Linked DNA regions of Mus musculus: region 2 is linked to region 1. The links are chromatin contacts, called in public Hi-C maps. All regions are on one chromosome and are shown on one strand. The core of a region is the stretch at or near the end of the contact, and the rest is flanking DNA. Distances in the headings are between cores, read along the strand shown. Region 1 holds the start of Dnajc2 (DnaJ heat shock protein family (Hsp40) member C2). Region 2 holds the start of Lyar (Ly1 antibody reactive clone).

What was found. A called contact is a pair of places that touch in the nucleus more often than the background predicts.
Region 2: a Hi-C map of myeloid progenitors shows a contact between it and region 1, with 15 times the contacts expected there. The contact joins the promoter of Lyar here to the promoter of Dnajc2 in region 1. A contact is called at or near these places in 2 of 484 Hi-C or Micro-C datasets (CD4 T cells and myeloid progenitors).

Annotation. Positions count from the first base shown.
Region 1 is chr5:21,782,204-21,789,918 of GRCm38.p6, forward strand. It overlaps Dnajc2 (DnaJ heat shock protein family (Hsp40) member C2), which reads right to left and starts at 2,962. Exons shown (of 17, transcript NM_009584.4): 1 at 2,786-2,962; 2 at 844-1,034. The coding sequence starts at 2,849. It overlaps Psmc2 (proteasome (prosome, macropain) 26S subunit, ATPase 2), which reads left to right and starts at 4,544. Exons shown (of 12, transcript NM_001368661.1): 1 at 4,544-4,681. The coding sequence starts at 4,612.
Region 2 is chr5:38,215,360-38,223,074 of GRCm38.p6, forward strand. Lyar (Ly1 antibody reactive clone) reads left to right here and starts at 5,123. Exons shown (of 9, transcript NM_025281.3): 1 at 5,123-5,276. It overlaps Zbtb49 (zinc finger and BTB domain containing 49), which reads right to left and starts at 5,095. Exons shown (of 8, transcript NM_029162.3): 1 at 4,964-5,095; 2 at 1,088-1,254. The coding sequence starts at 1,239.

The DNA of each region.
Region 1 (7,715 bases), core at 1,712-4,211:
AAGCGTTTCCCTCCTCCAGTCAGTCTCTCACTTGCCTGGGGTCCACCTTGCATCTGGACTAGCTCATCAGTAAGCACACACAGCCGTCTCTTCCACCGCAGTGCTGGGATTACATAACGTGCTTTGCTCAGAACCTCAAGTCTTCTGATTCTTCCTGTCCCCTTTGCTCCCCTACCAAATCCCCAGACTTTCTAAACTGGGTTCTGGGGCTGAACTTACACAGTCTTACACGTACTCCAGTGACTTATCTCCCTGAGGCTAGCCTGGGAAACGCTGATGACTTAATGTCTTCAAGGATATTAATTCATTCCTAAATATAGCTTTAAAAATATAGCATAAACATCTAGACTAGGTTTTTCTGGGCCTACTTTTCCACAGCCTTGATCCCCCATGTGTGGTCAGACATTCTTCACTCCTGTGTCTCTGGTATTCTGTCTTCTACCCAGAATGCCTTTTTTCCCTTCTCTACTTCATTAACTGCCACTCCTGTTTTAAAGATCTGCTGGAGTTTGTTGTCTGCTTTTTAAAAGATAGGGCTTTATGTAGCCCAGGCTAGTCTCTAACTGCTGTGTAGTCAAGGCCTTTGAACTTCTAACTTTCCCATCTCCATTTCTCAAGTCCTCCGTTTATAGGTGCACATCACCATTCCCAGAGACATTACTTTTCGCTGTGAAGGCTTGCTTGACAGCTATGGCTGAAACAGCATACTATGGGCTTAGCAATTAAGAGCTTACTTATGACTATCATGTTGAACTGCCTTAAAATACAGGGTACTAATGGGAAACTAGGAATGCAGCCTAAGTTTGATGCTCTGAATGAGCGAAAGCTCTGCATAGCAAATACCTTCCAATCTTTGGGATCAAGTGTTTTCAGCATGGGGAATTCTTCTAACTGTAACTCTTCATCTTCTGATTCCTCTGACAACTCTTTCTTATCTTCCAGTTCCTGAAAAGATGTAGAAGCATTTCTGTTTCTCCTCTTAACAAAAGCTTCAAACCATCTTCCCACAGGTTCAACTTGACAGACTGAAGAGGCTGTGAGGGAGAACAGTAAGACTTAATTTATTGCATGGAACACATCTATTTCAAGGCCACACAGTTTCTTAGGGAGAGCAGAACAATGATGTCAGAATATAATTTTAAAACCACCAACTATAAAAATCCCAGTTGCACCCTGGGTAACAAATTATCATTGGTAACATCTTTTTATTCCAGCAGTCTCTTCCAGTTGATGTGCCACTAAGGTTGATGAGGTGAGCTCAATGCCCAGAACCCATATGAAGGTAGGAGAGACCTGACTCCATGGACTTTTCTTCTGATCTCTGCACACATGCTGTGTGGCACTCAAAAACACTTGATCAGTTATTTTTTTTAAGCATAAGAAAATAATTTCAGCAGCTAATCAATATTTTCCTGATGATGTGAGAAGGGAAGGCAAGAAACGAGTAATAGTAATAAAAAAAATGATAAAAAGCTACCAAAAAACAAAGACTGCACACTCATGCGATCTTAATTATTAACAGATTAGCTATTAAAATGGTTAATAATTCTAAGGATTCTCTAACAATAATCTGTTGAAATAGACAATTTTCCAAGCCAATGCTGAGAACTCATTACCGTTTCTATGTCTTAATAACACAGGCTGGATGTAAACCCAGAATTTCAGGGCTTTAATCTAGAACTGTAAATTTCTTGAAACAGATTGAATCATTTCAGGATGGAAACAATACCTATCTCACCCAGTTCCTAGAATATTCGAATGCAGTTTTAAAGCTTTAAACTGTTGTAGAGAAAGTAACATGGAATAAATAACTGTAGATATGTATAACAGAAATTAAAAAATGGTAATCTGTGTCAGGAAAAAAGATCATAATTTTAATTTCTTAAGAAATCAAAGGGCAATTTTCTGGTGCACAATTTGTGGGCATCATTTTCTAAGACCCTTTCTTTTTCACGTTTTAACTGGCTTATGATATTAAGATTTCCTCCACCTAACACAGGAGAGGAGTCAAACGCGAAAATGAACCGGCTGAGTAGCGGGGGCGTGGCTTTCAAAACCGTGTCTTGGAAGCCTTTCCCTCACTACAGGATTACCGCGACACACAAACGCAACACGTGCCATGGGAAACATTTAAAAATTATATTCAACAAGTGCCCACGGTAAGCGGCTATGGGAATTAATGTAGATCATTAAAATGAGAGACCCGACACTTGAAATACTTTCTGGCGTGCAGGGCTATAAACCAAAACCCCTACAGCAGGAGGCTAAGTTGTGCTTTTAACCATCCTTGGTGTACGCCAAGCTGTCCAGGAGCATTCACAGGGGGCTTCCAACGGAATGAGGAAGTTCTGAGTTCCGACAAGCAAAATACACAGCCGGGAGCAAAGGTGGAGGCGAAGGGCTGAACAGCGTTTACAAGGCTTTGTATCTCTCCCGGCACGCGGGTGCGTGCAGCGGGGTCGCTCCGCCGTGGGCAGGGGGGGTGCCTTAGGGGGCCTTTCGGGGTACAGGAGGGCTCGGTCCTCAGCTGTTCAGCCCGCTCCGTGAGTCAGCAGCCTCACCAGGATGAAGGAACCACAGGTGCACAAGGAAGACGCCCCCACCCTCCTTTCCGAGAAACCGGGGACACTTCAAATTACAGCACTGAGCAGCAGGGGCTCGTCACAGTCCCCCGAGTCCCGGAGCAGATTGCCGGGGTCAAGGCTACCGAGCCAGGGGTTGCTAGGGACAGGGCTGGGGCAGGGGCGCCCGAGGCAGGGCGGAAACTGGGTTGGTGGGCACGTACCGGAGGTCAGAGCGTGGGTGATGGCGGTGCCCTGGCCCTCCGCGGCGCTCGGCAGGAGCAGCATGCTGGTTGGGGCTGGTCCCGCGGACGCCGCGGCTCACGGCCGGCAGGCAGGGCCCTCCGCGTCCGCACTACCTGTGGTCTGAGCCTCGCGCCTAGGCTTTACGCCCCGGAGCCGGCGCATGGAGACGACCAGTGAGCACTTCCGGGATGGGGCTCGCACGGCGCGGCCGCCAACCCCACCCCCACGGCCTCGCGCCAATGCGCGCGGCCGCCTACTTCCTCTGTGACTCTAAACCGACCGGAGACCAAGGAGCTCGAAGGAACAGTTCCTAGACGCATCAGTTCCTACGTGAAAAGGATTGTTTTGGTTTTTGTTTTGTTTTTTTGTTTGTTTTTTCACGTGAGAGCAAGACGGAGGAAATAATTTTGAAAAAGAACTTCACTCACTTTTGTCACCCAGGCCGGCCTCTAACTTGTGAATATCCTGTTTAAATCTCCCAAGTGCTGAGCTACCACCAATCTCTAGGTACCTCATAAAAGTGGAATCATATAACTATATATCATTGTATTGTTATATTAATAATGTTATATATTATAACATTGTCTCTATGTGAGCGGTGTATTCACTAGTATAATGGTCACAGAATTTATTTTTTTAAGGCCAAATAATACTATATTCCCATAACCACATTTTTGTTTACCCATCTTATGTATTTGGGTACTTGGGTTATTCTTCATTTGGCCTTTGCTAATGCAGCTATAAATAGGGCTGTACACGGATCTCTTTGAAATCCTATTTCCAACTTTTTGGCATTTGATATTTAGCAGTAGGATAACTAGTTTATATAGATTTTATTTTAGTTATTTTCAGTTTTTCGCAAGCACTGCAGTATTTTACACCAACAGTGTAAACAGCATCTATTTTTTTTTTCAACATCCGGTCAAACTTTCTTTTTAAACATAATAGTGATCCATGGGTCGGTCATGGTGGCGCACAGCCTTTGTCGCAGCAGATACCTCTAAGTTCTCAGACAGCCTGATCTGTTGCTAGATAGCCAGGACCACGCAGAGCCAGTCTTAAGAAGGAGAGAGAGAAAGAGAGAGGGGAAGGAGGAGGAGAAGGAGGAGGAGGAGGAGGAGGAGGAGGAGGAGGAGGAACCATCCTAAAGAGAATGACGTGCTTTTGATTTTAACATCCTTTCATGCGTCCGTTTATTGGCATTTGTGTATCTCCTCTAGAGAAATATGTCCAAATTCTTTACCTACTTTCCTTCCCTCTATCTTTTAATCTTCCCTCCTCCTTTCCTGTCATAACAACCAGATTCCTTTCTTGTTGTGGATCTTTGTATAACCTGGATACACACTCCCTAACAGAAATGCATTATCTTTATTCAATTTGTAGATCTAGCCACCAATTAACTGCGTCCAAACTGCCAGGCATTCTACAAGGCCTGCTCTGTAGCGCCTTTCCAGTCTTGCGAGGCAAACTATTTAGAGATGAAATAAACTACCCGCCTATGTGTATTATTTACTAGTGACTAAATCACGATTTTAGGTCATCAACTGAGCTAGGGCTAATCTTGGACGTTCCTATTCGGGTATCTAAAAAAGACTGGAGTTGTGAGGGAGCGGGGTGAACACGCGTTTCCTTCCACCAGACAACCCTTCCTCCCGTCAGCCGTGCGTGCAGTCCCCAGATGTCCAGGGAACCGGCGCCCGGGCGCGGAGCTACTTCCGGTGGGGAAGAGAAAGGGAAGACACCAGCGGAAGCGGGAAAGGTGCTGTGTAATCACCGAGACGCGGAGGCACTTGCGGCTTCTAAAATGCCGGATTACCTAGGTGCGGACCAGCGGAAAACCAAAGAGGAGGAGAAGGACGACAAGCCCATCCGAGGTGAGAGGACACGGGCCGGGAGCGGCCGGCGCTGGCACCGCAGAGGCGCAGGATTCCCGCCGCCTCGGTGCCCTGCCGGCCTTAGATCCGAGCGGTGACCGCTCTGGGCCGCAGCCCCGTCTGTCTGTCTGTCTGCCTCACGTCCGCCCCCTCGAATATTTTACCAGGCGCTGAGGTTCTGTATCTCCTGAAGTCTTGCAGGTCTTCAAAAAGTGGCCAGCCAGGTGGGCTGTGAATTCTACCTCCCGGCCCTGTTCCCTCCTTCCCAGTTGTAGCAGCTTGGCTACAGATTGTCACTGTGTAGCGACAATCCTGAAACACGATGGTACAAGAGAGATAGAAGAGATAAACTCTCATCTTGACCCCATGATTCCAGCCACGAAGTGAATTGCCATTTTACTCTTTTTTTTCTAGATATTTTTAACAAGACTCGAGTGTGTCTGTCATAATGTGTCTTGCTGTATATCAGCATCTTGAATTTAGAGATTTCGTGATAGCAAGTGCTGTTCCCTCCATGTGCTTATTGTCCTATGTTGTGGTAGTACAATAACATTTAATTATTGGTGGAGATTTCGATTGTTAACAGTTCACAAATGACCGTGTTATAGAACCTATCACATGGAAGTTACAGGCTAAATTCTAGAAGCAGGGGTATCATTATTGCCAAATGACTCCCACAGAGACTAGGCTTGTTGACATTTTTTTTCACTCATGTATGATATGTAGTCAAAATTTGGATGTAATCTTCATCCCCACACCTTTTTTAGTTTTTTCCCCCACTCCCCTCTTTTTTGCTCTTGTTTTGTTTTGTTTGTTTTGTTTTGTTTTTTACCATTTTTAGCTTTATCTTCATACTTAGTTTTAAATTTCTTTTACCTTAAGAACTATTTTTCAATGTTGCTGTGTCTCGCTCTTCCCTTTCTTAACAACTTCAACTCTCCTAGCACCTATCCTTCACCATTTATGCTGCTTCTCTCAGAGAAAGCATTTTTATCTTCACTGACTCTGCCACATGACTTAAACGTGTTTTACACCGTTGAGAGTTTCAGGAACTCCGGCCCTATTGGAAAACTTAGTCAGAAAGTTTGTATGTCATCTGTTTATACTAACCTATGTCTTTCTCTGGATGTAATAATTTTGCAGTTCAAGTATGACTAAAGTGTGTTGGATTTTAAGTGCATCTTATATGATCTTTACAGAAACATTGTGAAGGTAAAGTTCTCTTTGTGTTAGATGATGAAATGAATGCTGGAGAAATGAAATGGATTGCCTAAGGTAACCTTGTAGCTATGACTTATTCTTACCTAGCCATGAGGTTGCTGCAGTTTCAAGCCTCATGATCTTTTGTCCCCTGTCTTGGTTCTGTGGCATCCTTTTAAATGGGAGTTTGATACCCTGGGATCACCTGACTCCTGGTGACTGTCATCCCAGTCTAATGACGCTTAGATTCACTCCATTTTCACTTCTAAAGTGGCAAACTTCCCATCATACTTTATGCTCTTCCTTTTTAACTCTGGGAACTTCATTGTTTCATATCTCTTTCTGCGTATAGGCTATCCACATTATTCAAACCATTTCAACCTTATCTATCAATTTACTTCAACTCAGGCTTTGGGTTCACCCGGCCCCTCCTGCTGATTGTTCGTGCTGTTGACTGCACTTGGCCAGAGTCTCATCCTCTTCCTCAAGCCCTCAGTTTAGCTCCTGTGCTCCTGGCTGATGGATGGATGACCTTTCTCCTTTTCCTCAAGAGTTCTCTTCTGCGTTACCTCTCACTCAGTTCTGCCTCAGAGGACTCAGTGCCAGTCTCTGTCAAGTCTAACCTCATGTCTGTTCCTGGTCTTACCTCTCCTTCTCCCCTGGGACTCAGTCACTACTCCAGTGTGTGTTCCTATAGAATTTTCTCCTTTTGTTTCTCTAAATATACTAATATCTACTTTGTCTTAAAAGCATACATTTGAGAAAACCTATTATCTCTTTTCTATCTACAACCCATTTTCCTCATTGTCTCCTCTCCCTCCCTGCCGTCTTTCCTCTCTTTTTCTCCCCCTCCCTCCCCTCTGTCCTTTCTTTCTTTCCTTCTCTCTCCCTCTTCCACTCCCTTCCTTTCTTCCTTTCCCTCTCTCCCTTCCTTTCCTTCTTTCTCTTGCCTAGACAGCTGAAAGAATGAAGTCGGTATTAGGAGGACCTAGATGTATGTCTTGGTGCTGATTCTTACTAACTGGCCATGTGATAACAAAGAAGTCACCTAAGTGTTCTCTCCAGTGTAGTTTGGAAGCAATTATGTATGTGGGATGTAGTATACATCCGTTGTCTCTAATCACTGTAATTCACACAGTGACTTGAACAGATGGTGACTTCTGTTGCCCTGACTGCAGCTGCTTTGCTAGGCAACCTTACTAAGCTTCTCTAGCTGAGCTTTACTGCTTGTCTTCTTTGCTGCTTCTCTGTCCTTCATTGTCTTCTATAATCGTTTCTCCAGAATTTCCTCCATTCACGTCTGGAACTGTCTCTTCTCATATGGCTCAGTTAACGTTTTTTTCCCCGTTCTCTCTAGTCTAGAAAGGTTTATTGTGGGAGGTGGCAGGCAGGTAGGGTCAGCCCTTGGCAGCTGCTTTCCTTGAGGTCACTAGTAGGCTGCTCAGCTCCTCATGGCTTCCTCTTGGTTCATTCCCCACCTTCTTGATGAATTTGAGTTCCATTTGTTCTTGGAGACCTTGGATACATTTCATAAAGCCACACACTTCCTGGAGCATCTCTTCAAGGAATTTGGTGTGGTTAGAGTGAGGCATCGACACCTTGTGATCTTTGTTGAGGCCCATGGCTACTATTCTACAGTGGCAGCCAGGACCAGAAGGACAGGGTCACTTGGAGCCCAGTTAATCTTTTTTACTTCATGTTGGTACTGAAACTTTACTTTCTGATTTCTCTGCCTGTGTTGACAAGTGGGGTGTGTTAGGCTAGCTGGTGTTAGGGATTTTTGAGATTACCATTAGATTCTGAAATTTATAGGACAAGTCATAGAACTTAGACA
Region 2 (7,715 bases), core at 3,873-6,372, about 16 Mb after region 1:
GTGGGTCGAGTGCATAGGTGAGGGAACTGGTACCAAATACAAGTTAAGAAGATGATGTGGGTAAACTGTCTCACAAACCTGCTGCAGGTATTTTGCCAACAGTCACCTGTTCTCCCCATAGCCTTTGGGGTTTATGCCAGCTCAGCAATGCCAATATTACCATACCTAGGAAGAGAACTAACTGTCCAGGGACAGCAAAGCCCAAGAGTCTAGGATTGTTCTGCACAGGGACAAAAACTACCACCCACGCTAGTGAACTGAGTTGTTCTAAGTGTGTGGAACAGTGCACACAGGAGCTTAATGCCGTGATATAGTGTTATCAGGGCAAGACCAGGCCACTTCCCACACTCTGCTGACCACAGCAGGTAAATGTGCACCAAGGAGAGACTTATTGACCAGAGAACTAACTTCTAAAGAACAGGCAATTGTATGAAGCTTTAGCTACACTGCAGCACAACTGCCTGCTGTTATCCAGTATGTATAAATAACTCACATGAGCCAACATAATGGCAGAGTAACTAAGATGAGGTTAAACCAAAGATTTTCTTACAACATTCAAATGAAAGACAAAAAACTGAGCCACATTCATTTAGAAAGAAGGGGAAGTGGGTAAGGAGGGAGGGCGGGAAGGAGTGGGGAAGCATACAGAACACTTTCCCCACGCAGATTTCTTTCTCGTTCCACACAGAATCATCCCTCTGCCCTGCCTGGCCTGGAACTCTGAAGCCTGTTGCTCTGGCCTCCCATATGCTGGGATGAAAGGTGTGCACAATGACAGCCAGCATCCTCCACTCTATGTCTAATGACAGTGAAATTCCTACCTCAGATCCAATTCCTCAATCATTTTATCTGGAAAGGAATTGAAATACAGAAAGAATACTGAAATTCTTTTCAGTCATCCCTAATATACGTTGGCTAAGAGTCTCTTCTCTTTCGAGTTACTCTGAACACAAAGTGATTCTAATTAAAGAAAAAAAGAAAACCCATAAGCTGTCATTTTGTTAAACTTCAAAGTTAAGACAGAGCAGCCGCCCCCGAGGAAGCAGGCTCTCCTCAGCAGCAGAGGAGGGCAGTGTGAGGTGCTCACCTGAAATACTGGCTGAAGGCTGCCAGGACATTCTTGTGTGCTTTGAAGCAGACGCCCCTCACCACCAGCATGCAGTCACAAAGCAGGCCCTGGATCCGCTGCTCTCGCAGCTGCTGCAGGAGGTGGCAGCTGTGAACAGCAACAGGGTCCATACTAGACCATGAGACCTACAGTGGAAAATACAAGAGAGTCTCAAGGACACCATTGGCACAAAGGGGACCCAAATGCAAACTGCCCTTGGTTCTCACCTTGTGCATCACCTAGCCCAGAGCTGTCCAGCTCAAACCTCTGTAAATATGGAAATGTCTCCCCTTAGTGAGCCATTATGGAAGCCATTAGCTATGTGAAACCCAAAGTGTGTGAGTGTGCTAATGTAGACTGCAGCGGTGATAATACTGTATGCATTCTTTTCTGGCCAGCTATGAATAAACCAAAATGAAAATCAATACATATACACAAACACGCATAGAAAAAAAGGCAACCAGCTGAGATCAAGCCTGTATTTTATTAAACACTTTGTGGCGCTTAATCTTGACCTTCAACTTGGGGGAACTGTGAACCCTGAGGATACACTCCTGTCAGTGTCTGAGGGCACTTTCAGGAAGACCCACAATGAATGTGGGTGACACTATCCACGGGCTGGGGCCCCAGAATGAATAAAAAGCAGGGAGTGGCTGAGCAGCAGCACGCATCCTGCTGACTCCTGGCTGCAGATGTAATATGACCACCTGTTTCTCACTCCTCCCACCAAACCTCCCTTGCAATAATGGACTGCACCCTTTGACTACGAGCCCAAATAAACTCTTCCTTAGTTTGCTAGTATCAGATATTTTGTTATAGCAGCAATGGAAGTAACAAATACACACCTATATAGGTCAGTGAATTCAAAACTAGAGAAAATTAAAAGCCTATTTGGGCAGATAAGGTACAAACTAAGATAACTACCATCACCAAGCAGAGAGCAAAGCGATTAGACCTGCACCACGTCTGTTTAGGTATGCCTATATGCTTCTCACAGACAGAGGAAGCAAGAGAATGGAGAGTGCAGGATCCTGGGGTCTATGACCTGGAGGTGTGGGGGACCTCCAGGGCAGGAGTTCCAGAGTATGGCTGAGTAGCAGGTGGCATACCATGGAGGCAAAGGACAGGTCACCCTGAGTTTCACACCATCTGACAACCCTGGCTCTAACTGGGAAGGAGACAAGAAGCTCCTGTGTGGATACAGAAGACCTGGTCATTCCTCATCCACCTCCTGAGTCACTACTGTGGGCTGCCCTCCAGGGCAGCAACAGTGAGTGCAGGTGTCCAGGAGGCTTCAGTCCCAGGGAGCGCAGCATACCCAAATGGAACAATTGCAATAGACATGGGGGTAGAGGGTGGCGTGGGAGGCACACAGCTGAGTCAGATGTGACCTCTGGCATCCAAACACAGTGGAAGAGGAACGGGAGGAAGCTGAGGATCTTAACAGCAATCTGGGGCAATAATCTGTAGACGGCAAAAAGAAGGCCTCTCACAGTTAAGACTGGAGACTACAGGAAAGTTAAACACACAGCTTCTCTCTTCAATGGAATGAGGCGCTTAGCTGCTTTCCTGGAATGCTGGGAAATGAGGTTTGCAACCTGGTGATCCTTGGCTACCTGTTGAGCAGGCCCTGCCCATACCTTCCAGACTTGATGGTTAACTTCTGCCAGACCCTTTCCCCTTAAAGCCTTGAGCATTACTTGTAGGCCATAGAGCTCATCTTTGTGAGAGATGTCATTTGTACAAAAACAACAGCCTAGTGACTTCTAGGTCATCTTAGGGCCAGGCCAATCCTGACTCCTACAGACATTATGTTTACCTCATTATGTTTCAATCTCCCTAGATCCTAGACACTGGGCACTATTTCTAAATTAACAGTACCCATTCTTGTGAAAGAAGCCAGATATACTTTGTAAAGAATCTCAATGTAAACATGTCTTAAAATTGTTGTGCACTTGGGATTGATGTAACTGTTATCAGAACCCCCCCACCCCCAAATTGTGCTGTGCATAAATATGAGTAAAGTAAAATGATCTGGGTCAGACGCTGGAAGTCCTGGCCTGGCCCAGCTCTGGTTACAAAACTGAGCTGATCGGATTTTATTCTTACCGCACTGTGACTGTTTCCCCCTACTTGCTGTAACTCCTGTGGGGACCCTCCCACACTAAATTATAGTTTGGATATGAAGTATTTCCAAAAAGATGATAAGAGTTCAAGACTTAGTCCTCAGTGCAGGAGGAGAGTTCAAATGCGAGGCTCACAAGGGCGTGATTTTCCTCACTAGGATGAACCACTGACAAGTTCACAGCTGACTGAACTATTAGGGGGCTCAGCCTAGCCGGCAAACGCAACCGTCTTTACATGGTAAAGACATGGCTCACATCTCCTTCGCTGATTGCTATAGCTCTGACACCTGCAAGTGTCTGGCGCCTCACAGGTGCTCAGCATGTAGTTTGAGAATAGAGCGACCCTGTGGAACTAGAGAACTGTACGGTTCCTTCTAGTTCTGTAAGCTAAAATTGAAACCAAGAATATGATAGCAGAAAGATCACTGTGAAAGACATCAAACAATGCAAATACCATGGTGAGAAAGGCAAGGAGAAGTGGGGGGTGGGGAAAAGCTTGGATGAGGTAAATGAAGGGAAGAGGAGCCCACACCAGAATTTTAACCAAAAGGCTCCCACGGCAGAGTTTGGTGGGGTAATTCTGTCAGGCAGTTAACACTGGTGGATGATTTGTGGGAGGTTTGCCCTGAAGCTGTTTATATCAAGCTTTACAGGGGTCCTTAGGCGTTGTTAACTACTGTGCCTATCTTTATGCCTTTTTCTGAATGTATGTGCAGATATATGTGCATGTTTTGTGTAGACAAGGGTGCATATGTGTGGAGGCCAGAAGCCAGCCTCAGGCATTGTTCCTCAGGAGTCGTCCACCTTGTTTTTTTTTGAGAAAGGGTCTCTTACTGAGGTGTGAGGCTCACTGATTTCAGGAATCCACCTATCGCCACCTCCCCAGTGCTGGTGTTACAAGGGCATACCACCTAATGGGCTCTTTATGCATTCCGTTGCGTTCTCCAGAACCTCAGAATTTGAATACCTGTAGCAATTACACCCTTAAGAAGGCAACTGTATTTTAAAAATTAAAAAGAGCCTCTTCGGATGGGTTCTGTGGCAGAAATGCCTGAGCTGCGATGGCACAGAGGGAAGACTGTGTGGGGATACAGCAAGAGTGACCACCAGTAAGCCAGGACAGTCCTCTAAAGCAAGCAAACCCGATGACACCACATTCATGGCCCGCCGTCCTCTAGAAGTGTGAGAAACTAAAGCTCTCTCATCTGAACCACCTCATCTGTTGTCCCTTGCTTTAGGAGCCACAGCAAACAGGAGACGTCTCTGTCACCAACAAACGCCCACGCCTGGGTTGAGGTTTCTCACAATACTGTTCATAGCCTGCTGGACGTTCATTCAGTCATTTAAGCAACAGTGCCCACTAACGTATACCAGATGCTGTCTTTCCCACAGAGGCGCGCCCAGCACCTGCCGTGGTCCCGAGGAGTAGGCGCTGCAGTAATAGCATCCTACAGATGGAACACCATGGCACCTAGGATCACGCGGTGAGTGAGGCAGGGGGCGGCTTAGGGGCCCGGGGAAATAAGCGCCTCTCCTATCTCGGGGCGACGCAGACACCAAGAGCGGCGCAGACCGCAGCAAGGGTGACTGCAGGAAGGAGGAGGCCCGGCTCCGGTGCCCGGAGCTTAGCTTTGTGCTCCGCCGAGCCCCATCACACAGCGCTGCGAGTAAGCCGCGCGCACCCTACCCGCGCCAACCCACGGGAGTCGAGTGTCCCGGGCCGCCTTACCCGCGGAGGCCGCTCTCGCCCGGCCGCCTCCCTGACACCCTTTCTCGTCGCACTCTCGGTGTCAACTGCAGGACTCCAACCGCCTCGGAACCATTCCGACAACGCCCCCTCGGCAGCTCATCGGCAACTTCCGCCGCCGTCACTTCCGTCTGGGAGGGGCGTGGCCTCTGCGCGCACGCGCGTTGGCGCGCGCCGCCGGGATTGAGTTCTGCGCGGGGTGGCTGGGCGAGCCGGTGGCGGTGCTACGCTGGGTGGCTGCCGCTCCACGTGCTCCCGGCGGCCGGTTGAGACCGTTGGCGGGGTCGGCTGACAGGTGAGAACTGCTTGGAGCCCCGGGACATGGAGGAAGGGCGATGGTGGCATGGCTGCCTTCCTTGAGGACTCGCTCGCGGGCAAAACCTAGCCTTTTGAGTTCCTGGAGATATTGCATCCCGGTTTTTAGTCCGGCACTCGGGGCCGGCCAGATGGTACGGTTAGTCCTCAGCGCACAGGGCTTATAGACCTGCTGGCTGATGGGGAGAGGGCTTTTCTCTGAGGCTCGAGAACTAGGTCCGGAGGAAGGACCTTATGGCTCCTGGAGCTCAGAGGACCAAAGACCTAAGTGCCCGCGAACCCCCAAATATCGATCTAGATACAAGCTACTTAACCTAGTGGTGCCCAGCTCCACGTCTGTCCAAAAGGGATACCAGAGAATCTAATTTAGGGTGTGTGTGAAGTTTACAGGGGTAAAAGGCTTGGCGTATAGTGGTTGCTCAGCATGTGTCAGGATTTTTCCTGCAGCAGCTACCTCCTAGGAGATAGAGGTAAGAGAGATGATAGGGGTCTATGTGCCCGAAAGCCTAGCTTCTGCCCAGCGAAGCCCAGGGATATGAAGCCTGCTCAAATTGTGTCAAGAGTTTAGTGTCTACCGTAGTGCCTAACACCTGCAAGTTATTCATATGAAGCTGTGGTGAGGAGACTTGAACTGCCTCTACCGAAGCAGGGGCATGGCTTGGATTCTTTGAGCTTCAGTGGAAACATGTGGCCCACTCATAGTCTTCCCCTGGGGTCCCAAGAGGGTGGAGATATGTGCTGTTTTTTTATCTTTTAGTGTACCTGTGATTTCTAGGAATTCTGGAAGGAGCTTGTGCCTAGTTATAGTGGGCCGACTCCCTATTTCAGAGATGGGGAGAAATTGAAGTTTAAAGGGAGCAGTTGCCTGCCTGGCCTTTAAGATGGCCTGGTTTTAGGGCAAATATTGTCTCTGTGTGTACATGAGTTAAACAAGTGATAGTCCAGTCTGTAAAGTGCTTGACACACAAGCATGAGGACATGAATTTCCATGCCCAGAACCCAGGTTAAAAAGCAAGATGTGGTGACAGAACCCTGTGGCTCTCTATCCAGCTCGCTTAATAAACTCCCAGTGAGAGAGAGAGAGAGAGAGAGAGAGAGAGAGAGAGACAAGGTAGGGGGCTGGAGGCATGGCTCAGGGATTAAGAGTATTTGCTGTTCTTCCAGGGGACCTGAGTTCAGTTCTCAGCACCCAGAATCTAAGAGATCTATATTAGTCGGGGTTCTCTAGAATCACAGAACTTGTGGGATATCTACATATTAGGGGAATTTATTGTAATGACTTTTATAGTCTATAATCCAACTAACCTAACAATGTTAGCTATGAATGGGAAGCCCAAGAATCTAGAAGTTTCTCGGTCCCACAAGGCTGGGTGTTTTAGGTGGTCTTCTGTATATGCTGGAATCCTGAAGAAGTAGGTTCCAAGAGATGTGCTGGCAAGTAAGTGCAAGCAGGAGAAGAAGAGTGAGTCTTCCTTCTTCCAGTGTCCTTATGTGGGCCTCCAGCAGACGGAGTGCCCCAGATTAAAGGTGTGTACCACCGTGCCTGGATTTGGAACTTGCTCTGTCTGTCCCAGACTGGCCTTGAACTCAGAGATCTGCTTGCCTCAGTCTTCCTGGGTTTAAAGGTGTGCTACCTTGCCTGGGCCACTGTGCCTCAAGATGTCCATGTCAAAATCCAGGTCAGAAGCCTGTTTCTTCTGGATCATAGGTGTGCCCTCCATTTCTGTATTGTAGTTCATTCCAGATGTAGTCAAGTTGACAACCAGGACTAATCATCACAAGATCTGACGCTGCCTTCTGACCTCTAGGAGTATGGGCACACACTTAGAGGCTCAACGCTTATAATAAAATAAGTCTTTAGAAAAGGGAAGGTGGGCAACTCCTGAATTAGACCTCTGGCCTCCCCAAGTTGCTCTTGGTTTTAGTGTTTAATGGGAACCTAACAGGGCATTGCTGTCTTCGCTTAGCCCAGGATTCTGTCTCGTAGTCTGTGGCCTTTACACTTCTGATGCTCATAAGCCTGGCCTGAGACTTGAACCTCGCTGCATGGCCAGTTGTGCTGGCTTTCTGGTTCTGAGCCTTGCTGTCCTTTGTAGTATGTACTGCATACTTCTCATAAATGAACAGTGTTCTCTCCGAGCTGGAGATGCTGCACAGCCAAGGTGACCCTGGGCTTTCTCCCTCCCTCCCCCCATCTGAATAATCTCCTTACAAATCTTATCTCATTAGCCCTGCAGGTGGACACACTGATTCTCGTTTCTTGTCCAATAAATAGGTAGAAAACCAGTTGAGCATGACTCCAGAGTGGTGATCAGTTGAACATATGACCTGATTCCAGCCTTCTCCTGAGTTGGTGTTCACACTGTGCCATGGGGAGCTGTTTTTCATAGTTGCTGCAGGCATGTCTTTTGCCATATCG